Linked DNA regions of Mus musculus: region 1 is linked to region 2. Evidence: chromatin contacts called from public Hi-C data. All regions are on one chromosome and are shown on one strand. Each heading gives the region's core, a stretch centred on a gene start, on an enhancer-like site or on the middle of the called end of the contact. The rest is flanking DNA. Distances are from core to core; before and after follow the strand shown. Region 1 has its middle 70 kb from the start of Cartpt. Region 2 has its middle 3.9 kb from the start of Gm24471.

Region 1 (2,700 bases), core at 130-2,629, 130 kb before region 2:
GCAGAGGTCATCACACTTCTGCAGTAAGCTCTTTTACTGGGTGAAGCATCTTATCAGTGTCATCAAGAGGGATGCCTCAATCCCCTAGCTTAAGTTGATGGAGGGAATCTATTCAGAAGATATACATTTTCTTGTAATATACTCTCTTCCAAGATTGACTGTCTAAAGAAGTGCTTTTTAATTGGCAAGCTGAAGTGTGGTATTTCTAAGTAGAATTGCTTCATTGTGCCTTCGGGTCTCCTCCCAAAGCAATCCCAACTTTAGACTCGGAATCTACTTTCTCTTCCCAACACAAATTCTCATGGGGCAAGAAAGACTCTTCATGGTACAGATGAATCCATGTGGAACATAATTTAGTTCTTCAAGAACTGGAATTTTCTCCCTATCCAAATGAGACCACTTGGGTTAAGTGTTGGAAACCTGATTAGATTTTGTGGAGTTAGGATTTCCTGAGGTTTCCATCAGTTTGAAACACATGGTCTAAATTTTGGTCATGCAGTTCTAGAAATTGATTTTTCTTCTTCTTCTTCAAGAAGTTGCTTGGCACTGGTACCTTTAAGTCACATGAAAATGGGAGATGTTCCAAGTCTTAGTCACATCTGTACACTTTGGTGGAGTTTTATCAAATCACAGTGGTGAGTCACGTTTGGAGTGCAGAAGTGTGGAATGGAAATGATCACGGATGTTTAGACTTGAAAATGCCCAATTTCTAATTGGACTGAGTCAAAAATTACCTGGTTTTCCCTCCGCAAGTGCTAGAAAACAGGCTCCCTTCAGAGCAGCATGGCATGGGTCCCCACTTGTTTGTTTCTTTGCTGGAATTCTGGGAAGTAACTCTTTTTTTTAGTACTTTTTTTAAAAGATTTATTTATTTATTATATGTGTGTACACTGTAGCTGTCTTCAGATACTCTAGAAGAGGGCATCAGATTTTTGTTACGGATGGTTGTGAGCCACCATGTGGTTGCTGGGATTTGAACTCAGGACCTTTGGAAGAGCAGTCGGGGGATTTGAACTCAGGACCTTTGGAAGAGCAGTCGGTGCTCTTAACCGCTGAGCCATCTCACCAGCCCCGGGAAGTAACTCTTACAATGCAAAGTGAACAGCTACTATTGTGTTTAGAGTTGGTGAACTGATGAACATGGAAAACCAGGGAGTGTTCTACAGATCAGGTATAATCAGGATCTCTTCCACTTTCTGGGTAGAAGGGCATTGGGCTGCCAATCTTGTTCAAACAGGGAGTGACTAAAGGGCTTACTCTGCAGCCGAGCTTGCGTAAAAAAACTTCTTAGAGATTTATTTTGTACTAAGCATGAGTCATTTGTTCCCCAGAAAAACCCTGTAGTTGTTAGTGATTCTGTAGACTTCACTGATCTGAGTGTCAGCTGAGACACTCTAACTTTGTTCAGGCCATGAAGAAATAGAGTTGGAGCAAGCATAGTCTGACTCATAATCTGTGTGCTTGACTACTGGACGTCTCTACCTCTCAGCTGTGAGCATACTGTCTGTGACTTATATTTTGGGCCTCTCTGGAGAAACTAGTACAGATGTGGGCGGTACAGTTACTTGTGCTGGCTCATTTTTTTTTTAAATGTCAGTTTGACACAAACTAGAATCATTTTGGAAGAGGGAACCTCAACTGAGAAAATACCTCCACCAGATTGGCTTATGGGCAAGCATATGGTACATTTTCTTGGTTGCTGATTGATGTGAGAGGGCCCAACTCTCTGTGGGCAGTGCCACAGGCTTGTGGTTCTATTTCTATAAAAAAGCAATCTGAGCAACCCCAAATGAGCCAGCTTGTAAACAACACTCCTCCATGACCTGTGCATGAGTTTATGCATCCAGGTTCCTTCTTTGTGTTCCTACCCTGACTTCCTTAGATGTTGGATTATAAGGAATAAGCTGAAACAAACGTTTTCCTCCTTAGGCTGACTTTGTTTTGGTATTTTATCATAGCAATAGGAACTATAACTAAGATGCTTGTATAAAGGTTTTAGTTTCCAGTAATTACTGCAGAGTTTCCTGTGTAGCTGGAGACAGAATGACGCTAAGCAAATCTGCCAAGGCACTGAGAATCTGCTGGAGTTACTGCTGATAAAGGCAGGAAGAAGAGCTAAATGCCTATGCTCTGGTGCCTTGTGTTCGAACAACAGAACAGACCAGGTCTATTGGAAAAGTGGAATCTAGTTGCAAGGGAGCCTGCAGTAGAGACCTATATGGCCTATAGAGTAAAACCTATATTGAACTCAGAGGACACAAGAGTTCCTTGCTTAGGAATATTAGAAAGGCCAATTAAAACTATTCTTCTTTGTGACTAACAGTTTAAGTAGCCAAAAGAGACTGTATACTGAAAATAAACAATCAGTGGCTGAAAGAAAATCAGCTAATGAGATTTCAGTGTCTGGAGAGCTGGTGGGCATATAGGGTTGCAGGTCAACTTTGAGCATGAATGCCAAGTTAGGAGTTACAGGGGTTTAATCCTACTCAAGTTCGAGGAAAGTATTTGTGTCAGATTAACCAGGCTCTGAAGAGAGTTGATTAAAGAGAAAAATGCCAAATCACTTGAAAAAAAAAAGTTCTTAACTGTTGAAATAATACATGTTAATTATTTGAAAAGAACTTTATAAATAAATTCCTTCATTATACCAGGAATCCAGTTTAAGTGCTTATTGTGCATCAGATATGGGTAAGGCAGTTG
Region 2 (2,700 bases), core at 27-2,526:
AAATTATTGTATTGGAATCTTGTAAATTGAGAATTTATTGATACATAAATCTGATTGGTTAATTTTAAGCTTCAAGAGTTTTGTTTCTACCGCATAGATAGGTGTTGTGGTGGCTGACCGTGGGGTGGATGGTCGTTGCATGGCAACGAGAGAAACTTGGGAACTCCGGCCCCGCTGGAGAGTTGGCAGATAGAGACAGAGCCAGTGGGACCACAGTGGGGCTGAGAGTTGCCGGCACATATGCCGGGAATGTGCCAGTTCTTTTTAAGTATTTCCCACAACATGAAGTTGCACCCAAGGGCTACATAGTGGGACTCTCATGTGCTGTTCCTCAATACAAGCACATCCATACACGTGCACATACATCCCTCAAGTGTGCACATGCATGCACACAAAGCTAATATAAAAGATTTTGATCTTAGAGATTTGAAAAGCCAAGAGTGAGGCCTACCATTTTTCATGATATATATCCCAGGTGATCAAGGAAATCTGAGTTCATAAGACCCTTTATTTTCCTTATTAATCCCGCTGTTTCATTTTTGCTTTAATTTCAGACCCTAGAATAGGGTTGCATTTTTAAGGCAAACGCTTTGGTTCTCACCCCTCTGGAACTGAACAGCAAGTGTGTGGTCTGGGCAGCTGAAGGCTCAGGACGGAAGCCAGAAAGATAGATCCGATCTCATTGCCTGACGCTCTACCAAGGAAGATGCCTTAATTAGGAGGTCTGGGAGAGACTGAGATAAAATACGAGTGGTATGACATTGTTCCTTCAGAGGAAAAAAAGGGAGGAGCAGGGAACACATTTAGTCAAAGACAAACACAAGGGATGACACAAGCCTGAAGGAATCATGCCAGAGAGGTGACATCCCAGGACCCAAAGAGGCTCCTGGAAAATGCTAACAGCAAAAACAAGAGCTTTTAAGAAGCCAGGCGGGATCAAAGCAATGCAGACAGAAAGGCCAGGGGCAGGTGATGTAATGTCTAGAGATGACAGGGTGGCAGCCCCCCGCTCATTTCCTGTTTTTCTCCAACAGAGACATCCAGGGCTCCCTGAGATGAAACTTTGCAGAATAAGCAAGCTTAGAAAAGTGTGTCACCCAAAGATTGTACGGGGGTGTGGGAAAGGACAGAGCCCCTGGAAGGGAGTGCAAAGCTTAAAATCAGATTAATTATGTGTGGCAGAACGCCTGAATCGACACTTGAGTTGTAACCTGCTATTGGTTGTCTTCAGAGCCTAAGAACAAAGAGGCAACACATGGCCCAAGGCAAGCAACCCTGTTTTCACTGTGCTTGTGTCTCCACATTAGCCAATCACAATGTGGATGTTCTCCAAAACCTCTGGTGAGAGAGCAAATTAGATAATGAGACGGAACTCAGAAAAAAAGAATGGTGATGTCTCCAAGCCAGCAGGGGCTGGTGGGAACATGGAGTCAAAGCCTGTGCCGTTCTGTAGGTGGGCTGAGTGAGATATGGAGTTTGGGGATGTCAGGTCCTGAAACAGGATGTGCCTTGCAAGCCACATCAGGAAGCTTGCATGTTCAGGAGCTCAACCGTGTAGACTCACCTTGGTAGCCTCTTTTGTTTCCTGTCCCTCTTTGTCAGCCACTCAGATTCATACCATTTTTATTGTGATTATTTTTTTCCAAGTGTGTATTCTATAGAGCCAGTTGCCATGGTGACGAGATTCTACCTGACTTCAGACTGAAAGATGCAGGCTACTGTCCTGACTCCTTGCTTTGTATAAAGCAATCTCTTCCTGGTTTCTCCTGTTTTGAGTCCACCTCCTCAGACAACATTGCAGTGGGATTAGCCGGTCTGTTCTGCATCTCAGTCACTTTTCTCAGGTTAGTTCTTACTTAATCATCAAGCCGCACCCCAGTGAATGAGCTCTCAGCAATGGTCTTCATAATATCCTCTATAGAATATGGAGACCATGAGTCAGCGATAAATTGCTGAGATCAATGGTTCTCAAGTTAGGGGTCACAACCCCTTTTGGGGGCAAAGAACCCTTTCACAGGGGTCACCTAAGGCCATCAGAAAACATAGATATTTACAGTATGATTCTTAGCAGTAGCAAAGTTATACTTATGAAGTAGCCACAAAAATAATTTTATGGTTGGAGGTCACCTCAACAGGAGGAACTGTGCTAAAGGGTTGCAGTATCAGCAAGATTCAGAATAACTGGCTAAGGTGAACACATAGTTGCTTAGGCCATCATACCCACGACTGCTGTTTATGGACAGACCTCTCCAGGAGGCTATTCGAAAAACAACGCTATCCTGGTCAATAAAATTTGTTATTACATTTATTGTTGTTGTGGTAGTGGTGGTTGTTTTATGTGTGGTTTACCTATGTGTGTGGCATAGGCATGCCACAGAGCATGTGTGGCAGTGAGGACTCAGTTCTCTCTACCATGTGGCTGCCATGTGGATATATGTGCCTTTGCTTGCTGAACCATTTGCTTGATCAATACTTATTGGCAATTGAGACATGACATAGAAGGCAGAATGTTCCCCTTGGCACGATCATAAAGCATCTGAATGAGAATAAATATGTAAAAAGACAAAACTGAGAGGCAAAAAATGGAGATAGCCAAGAGGAACACTGAATAAAAACCAAGGGAAAACCTAGTTATGAGGTAATAAATATCAACTGTATATCCAAAGCACTGGTGAGCACTGAGCACAATAACAAGAGCTA

Evidence for each region. Hi-C and Micro-C count contacts between places; a contact is called where the count stands out from the background.
Region 1: a contact with region 2 is called in a Hi-C map of muscle stem cells, with 2.1 times the contacts expected there. The contact joins two enhancer-like sites. A contact is called at or near these places in 4 of 39 promoter capture datasets (the 3T3-L1 cell line, cranial neural crest, liver and 1 more) and 8 of 484 Hi-C or Micro-C datasets (the N1E-115 cell line, embryonic stem cells, muscle stem cells and 3 more).

What each region holds. Positions count from the first base shown.
Region 1 is chr13:99,829,045-99,831,744 of GRCm38.p6, reverse strand. No RefSeq gene overlaps it. Among named protein-coding and RNA genes, the nearest start is that of Cartpt, 70 kb to the left of the region's middle. Within about 2 kb of position 1,379, at least 40 of the 459 cell types and tissues checked have an H3K27ac peak or open chromatin away from gene starts, as enhancers often do. A contact at or near this core is called in muscle stem cells, where this site is marked.
Region 2 is chr13:99,695,042-99,697,741 of GRCm38.p6, reverse strand. No RefSeq gene overlaps it. Among named protein-coding and RNA genes, the nearest start is that of Gm24471, 3.9 kb to the right of the region's middle. Within about 2 kb of position 1,276, at least 13 of the 459 cell types and tissues checked have an H3K27ac peak or open chromatin away from gene starts, as enhancers often do. A contact at or near this core is called in muscle stem cells, where this site is marked.